Regions from separate parts of the Bombyx mori genome. Here region 2 is linked to region 1. The links are chromatin contacts, called in public Hi-C maps. All regions are on one chromosome and are shown on one strand. Each heading gives the region's core, a stretch centred on a gene start, on an enhancer-like site or on the middle of the called end of the contact. The rest is flanking DNA. Distances are from core to core; before and after follow the strand shown. Region 1 overlaps LOC101741085 (protein cueball). Region 2 holds the start of LOC101741085 (protein cueball).

Region 1 (3,657 bases), core at 1,029-3,528:
AAATTAAACAGCATTTTAAGTCAACCAATTAACATATTTTACGATTTTAGGTATATTTATTGGACCAATACGAATCTCTCCAGTCCATCGATTGGGAGGGCTAAGTTCGACGGTACAGACAGAAAAACGATCGTTAGCAATATAAGATACACCCCAGTGGCTATAACTTTAGATCAACAGACGAAGAAAATTTACTGGATTAACTCAGAAGGTATCAACTATTCTATTGAAAGCTCAGATTTAGATGGCGCAAACAGGAACATATTACTCACGGCTTCAACGCATCACGACCCTATCGCTATATCGGTGTCCAAGGATTATATTTATTGGATCAGCAAAGCCACTCATTCCATATGGACCCTGCCAAAGAACTCCGATACTTTAACGGATCGCGGTAATGAACTGATCAAATCCAGCAACGAAATAATCGATATATTTGCTCATTACAAAATCGAGGATCAAATCCGTAACATCGAAGAATGTCAACATTTGTCGAATTTGACGGAGAGCAAACGCGTCCAAGAGACGACCACAGCTCTACCGGCTATCGACTACACTGAATTCTGTGAACACGATGCTACAAATGAGAACCGATTCAGTTGCAAATGTCCCGAAGGAATCTATAGGGAGAGATGTGAAGCATTCGTTTGCATGAACTATTGTTTTAATGGAGACTGCACACTCAATAAAGACGGACAACCACAATGCGGGTATGTAGCAACGATTTTTAATGTACCGCTTTTGGATAAAGAAACGCTGAAATATAAGTACTGTGTATACGTTACTTAAACTCTTGTTTCTTGACAGATGTAAAGAGGGATACTCCGGTAGAAGATGCGAAATCAATATTTGTCGCGGTTACTGTCTGAACAGCGGTGCCTGTACTGTGGATGATAAACTGAAGCCAATTTGTAAATGTCAGCTAGGACACGAAGGTTCTAGATGTGAAACCGATGTACGGGCCACGACCACAAGCAAAAACATTGAGTCTACTACAAGCACTGTTACTGAAATAGCTAAAACATATAATACTAGTGATTTACCAAGAATCCCGTCCACTTCAAGCGATAATTGCAAGTAAGTGATATATTGGCATTTTATAAAATTATTACTATTAAATGTAAAATTAAGGTTTTGTTTTTTTCGGCGAATAACATGGAGCCTAACAAAAAATTATAAAATAAGTATTTTAATTATAACAAATATCGCATTTGTTTTATTCGCGTTACAATTTTCAACATCTCGATTGTTTTGTTCTTGTGGTCACGAATAACCGGGAGATAAGGGATCTGGATATGTCTTTATTTCAGTTTTATGATAAAAATATCAAAATTTTCTGTAAATCTAAATAAAACCGAAGCTGTGGGATGGGCAGGATTGTCTTTTTAACAAGACTCACTGTTCATATGTTTATAAGGGTTATCATGGACCGTCACAGCAATTTTTTTATAAAAACGCTAAAGTTTGCAAAATCATAGAACACACATAATTCTAATAATAAAGATAACCGTAATAAGTAAACATTATTTAAAATCAAAACAATAAAAAGATGCGAATTCATATATTTAAGCGTAGTAGTAGTGAAGTCTAGAGTTTGTACAATAAAAATAAAAAAAGATTAAAACAGGAATTCGATGCAAATTAGAAATGCGCAGTTAGATAAATTTCAATGTTATCATTGTTTTTTCGGCATTATACCATCTTAATCTATTCATATAAATATTGAATTTCTAATGATTAGTGTTATCATGTATAAAAAGAACGCAATAAAACACGATAATTCTGTATTTTTACCAATATTGTTTAATTGTAGCATTTTTGCGACGTATTTAAAATATAAAACGATAAATCCATATTCAAATAATTCCAATATACAAAATCCAATATACCTAATAGTCTAAGGGCCTATTTCACCTGCACCGGAGCTTGCTGAGCCGAGGACGAGGTACTACTATTATGGAGACGACCTGGAGAGCACGGCGGAGCATACGCTCGCTGTCTGCCCCGCTAGGGAAGTGCAGCGCCGTGTCCTGCAAAGATAGGACCGGATTTGTCCCTGCCTGAAACCGTGGCATCGATGCTTGGCGGCGACGAGTTCTGGAAGGCTATGCTCGACTTCTACGAGTGCACCATCTCGCGGAAGGAGGCGGCGGGGCGAGTAACGCAAAGCTCTCCTTCCTCACTACGCAGAAAAACGCCACCTCCGAGCAGAGGGTCGGGACCGGGGTCTCATCCGTGACACGGCCCCCTAAGAGCTTCGGGCTCCACCCGCTTTATGCGAGGAGGCGTGGGGCGGCGTGCCCGGTACGCTCACCCGTCATGAGAAGCCGGGTGATGGTAGGCCACATTCCCTCAACCACTCCAGGGGAAGTTGCAGCGCGGTGCCATCAAGGCGGGTTCCCGGCATGTCGACCTGAGGGAACCGGTAGTCGTATCGCCGGCGTCCTTGGGACGGCGGGATGAATGTAATATGCTCTGCGTCAACCCTGTCTCGCCGTCTCAATGGCCACGACTAGGCTCCGGCCCGGTCCGGGGGTCGGGCGCCGGCTGTGAGCGGCAGGAGTTTTGGTGAGGTTCAACTCCCACATACCCCACCTGCCGGTCGGGGGGAGATCGGGTGTTTTACTGTACAAAAAAAGGGTGCTATTCCAACTACGCGCTGACTCAAATTGACAATACTTACTAACACTAGTCCTAGTAAGAGCAGTGCTTCGCTGATTCTACTACCGGATCAGAATCGGGACCCACTGATAACATCCGGTGAGAAACTCAGTAGGCTGTGTCTGTGGGGCGCTACCGATTTAGTACGGGCAACGTGTAACTTGTTATCGTCATAATAATAAGAAGATTGTGATGATTATATTTTAAGACATGCGTAACAAATAACCTGCAGGTTTTGTAAACGAAAAAATAATTTAGAAACATATTCATATTATCGTCTTGACAAATTTTTCTTGAAAATAATATCATCGTTCGTAATTTTTTTATCTACGAGTATTATAAAATAAAATATTAATTGACAAATTTTGTTTTATACTTTTTACATTATATCGCGATATATGTGGGTTTTCACGCTATTATTTTTAATTTTTAATTAGATTGTAGATTATTTGATGTGTCATTTTTATTCCATAACGAATTCATCACGTTTCGTGCACAAGTTTAAATAAATAAATCAAATTCAATAAAAAATAATAATTGTTTTTTCAAGACTGATTTCATATATCACTTGTAAAATAACTACATATTTTATTTCCAGTTGCACCTCTATCCGGGCGGCCGCTGATGCATTCGAATCGGAAAGGATGGCAAGCGGTGATGGAGAATTCGTAGATTCAGGCGACTCCGGCGTCGATAGAAGCTTAATAGCGTTGGGCGTGATATGCGGGGTGTTGGCCATCACTTGCGTTATGCTCATCACTAAAATCATGCAGCTGACGAAGAGACCAAGGTACGTTTATCTTATTGGCTGTTTTCTAATATACAATCTTGTTTTTTTTTACTTACATGGGCAGACCTGCTCACAGCCTACCTGGTGTTAAGTGGTTACTGGAGCCCATAGACATCTACAACGTAAATTCCGCCATCCACCTTAAGATATGAGTTCTAAGGTCTTAGTATAGTTACAATGGCTGCCCCACCCTTCAAACCGTAACG
Region 2 (3,454 bases), core at 394-2,893, 36 kb before region 1:
CTGGTACCTTTAACACAAGTTCTTTACGAACTTATCACGGGACCAGTTAACGTGGCGTGATTGTTAGTAAATATTTATTTATTAATTTAGAAAAAAAAAAAACTCCTACCACCGTGTGTTTCTAAGATTGTCATGCGTTCTGAACGTAATTGTAAACAATTTAAAAACATACTTTTTCAATAATAATAAAGAAATACCTTTGCAACGTTTCGATTACTTTATAGTTTTCTGTGACAACTAAAAGTATAAACTACTTAATTAAAATGAAGTTCTTGCTTTTAGAACCCTGATTTGGCCAACCCGTTTCAAATGAGTGTTTTATTATGAGTGTAAAGCGGTAGCAGTAGGCCATAGACATCACAACCTAACTGCAACCACCCACTTTGAGACATGAGGTCGGAGCGGCTTTTGTATTATTTACTTATTTTCCTACGTAATCTAGTAACCTCGAGGGGTTATTCTAGATTCACCGAAATAGTAGGTGAGCTCAGGGGTCAAACCTGACGACGTTGCTAACACCCTAGCAAGAGCCGAGCTTCGCAGAATCTACCACCGGATCGGAAACGTGACCTACAGAAGATCCGGCGAGAAACTCAGTGAGCTGTATCTGTGGGTTAATTTACACGCCGAGCCCTTCGTCGCAAGCGACGGGCTCAATGGCTGTCCCAACTCTACAAAGCGGATTGTTTTTCCCTACCAATTCGCTGGTAGCCTAGGGGGCTATTCCAGCGACGTCCGGACGGGTAGGTGAGCTCACGTGCTCAACCTGAGAGAATTTGCTGACACTAGCCCTAGCAAGAGCAGTGCTTCGCAGAATCTATCACCGGATCGGAATCGCGACCCACTGAGAAGATCTGACGAGATCGTTGATCCGCTTACCTTCAGAGGAAAGCAGATCTGTTCGGGGGCGAAACACCATTATTTACTATTATAAACATTTCATAACGTTGATACGTATACCTACAATGTAAGACGCGAGTTAAGCTATCTTCCTTTATTGACTCTTCTTATCAAAAGAAATGTTGTTGCCTTCATTATCGAGCAGCTAATGGTACCTACCTGTAAAAAATACATTCTGCTTGTTATCAAGTTAACTAATAGTAGGAGAAAACACGTTGGTATCACACTTATCCCCTTATACAGCAAAACTCAACAAATAAAGATGAAAACATATTATTTTATCTATTGAGCCAAAGATATACCAATATTTGCGATACCTTTATTAGTAAAATTAAAACATCCAATTTCGTAACTATTGGGTGCGTAAAGAATATTATTATGTACTTTTTATTTTGTCTTAAAAAAAAATTGTAAAGTTCTGTCCAAATTAATCTGACTAAAAAAATGATTTAGCTTAATGTCTTAATAAGATGCATAATATGAATGCTTATTTATGACAATAATATAGCTAAGATCTTAAAATTTATAGTTTAATACATTAAAGGGTATTGCGTTGAAATCTTTTGCCCTTCAAACGAACCTTGCAATAAAGCGTACTTGAAAGTTTCATAATCGAAATGCTGAGTTAGCAGTAAAATTCATGTACCTGCTGACACCGACTATTGGGAATCAATTACTTTGAACTAGGTATGTTTCAAGGGCACTTACTACGGAACATGCCAAAATTACGTCGCATGATGATAAACCTGATAACGCAGGCGGGCGGGCATGCGCGAAATATTTTTCAATGAACCTATTTAGATTTCGGTTTGACGCGGCAAACCGGCAGCTTTTGCCTTTAGTTTCGGTTTAACACGCAAGCGGTGCGGTCGCGTCTCGCGTTGCCTGCACGACATTGGCCTGAAACTCGTGCATAAATTTTTCAATATAAACGTGCATCCAAAGCTGAGAACGCATCGTTCGTTTAATAAAATGTTGAAGTTTCAATGGTTTTTCGTGGGCGCGCTGCTGGTGAACGCGGCCCGCGCGTTCTCCTGGGGTGAGTAAAATCAGCTGATCCCTGACTCGAGGGCACGTGCTATTTTTTACTGTTATATAACGAATTCCTTTTTCTACACAACGCTGACAGATACGTTGTCAAGTGTATATGAATACGTTTCGTAAATTAATAGAAGAGAGTCGGCGACCGATGTCGATAAGGTGGTTATTCGCTTGGCACGGCGACGCCATTGCACGGGGACTCTGAGTCACGTAGGCCACTACAAACGGTTCATGTATACGCGACCGAATTGTATAGCGTTTATATCCAACTAAATAGAAGACTTCATGTAACCGCTTTAAATCTGAAGGGCTATTAGCACTGAAATATGGGAAAGTTGTGAGAAAATCGCAGTTATGAAACTAAGTCACCTAATATTGGGTGATTTTTCATGCATCTTATTTTAATTAAAACAGATCTGTTTTCATACTTAATTTCTTTGATGAAAAAATACAGGTTAGAATTCCACGTGTTTGTTTAATCAGAAGAAAAAAAAAGTAAACAAACAAATACTTAATAAATAATAATAGCTCTTACTAATAAACTTTTTTATAGTATTTGAAAGGATCTGAAATAATTCAGTTAGGCAAACATTTTAACGTTGTTAAGTTGAAATAGACCGAATTGTAGGCCTATTAGCTAAAAAAATTTTAGAAAGTAGATGATATTCTTAATTGATCTTTTTGATAACTTCGCTTGTAATTAATAGGATATTTTGGACGTAGAGATAGGGAGCAGCTTGGCTTTGACCCTGGTGTACTGGCACTCGCTACAAAAACAATTCTCTGACACAATAAAAATACACGACTATAATGATCCAGTCAGGAACAGCATGGCAGATACGGTAGTACAACCCTAGCCTCCGCATTGGCATTAGTACAACCCTAGCCTCCGCATTAGCTAATGCCACTCGCAACTTCACAGTCATCATTCGTATTTGCCGCGCCTATTTTTGTGCCTAACTCCTATTTCCTATCTTAATACTGACCAAAATTTGAGACCTCTAGATACCTACCAAGGTCCGACCTAATTCTGCCGCAAAGGGTTTGAAGGGTAAACAAGGTCAGAAGCGATATTAAGTAGTTGTAACCGCGGGCTTCCCTTACAACTAAATGGCCCAATTTCTTTTGAAAAAATTTAAGAAATTTATTATGTGTTAGGTCACATTACTGCGTTCTTGAACCATAATGTTTCCTGTTAAAATATTTGGCAGCTCTAAACAAAGTCTTGAAAACTGACCAGGTGCACGGAATAGTCAACTGATTTTTTACAATTTTGACATTGGATTCAACTTTAATTGATGAATTGACTAATTACAAAGAACCCTTCATTTTGAAAACTGTTCTCATTCTCCAAACAATATGATTGTTTCGCTGCCGAAATATACAGGATGGTATATCGGAACTTTATAAGTGAATTTAATAATCAGCCTTAGCAATGTAATCAGCAAAACACTAATCAACAAAATTGAAAGATTGTAAAAACTTCAAGTTACTTACGAAGTAATGAAGTGAA

The links. Hi-C and Micro-C count contacts between places; a contact is called where the count stands out from the background.
Region 2: a Hi-C map of middle silk gland shows a contact between it and region 1, with 1.4 times the contacts expected there. The contact joins the promoter of LOC101741085 here to the enhancer-like site in region 1. A contact is called at or near these places in 4 of 7 Hi-C or Micro-C datasets (middle silk gland, posterior silk gland and whole pupa).

What each region holds. Positions count from the first base shown.
Region 1 is chr11:9,350,257-9,353,913 of ASM3026992v2, reverse strand. It overlaps LOC101741085 (protein cueball), which reads left to right. Exons shown (of 7, transcript XM_038013745.2): 3 at 51-710; 4 at 808-1,077; 5 at 3,260-3,451. Among protein-coding and RNA genes, the nearest start is that of LOC101741085, 36 kb to the left of the region's middle. Within about 2 kb of position 2,278, at least 4 of the 8 cell types and tissues checked have open chromatin away from gene starts, as enhancers often do.
Region 2 is chr11:9,386,081-9,389,534 of ASM3026992v2, reverse strand. LOC101741085 (protein cueball) reads left to right here and starts at 1,643. Exons shown (of 7, transcript XM_038013745.2): 1 at 1,643-1,939. The coding sequence starts at 1,873.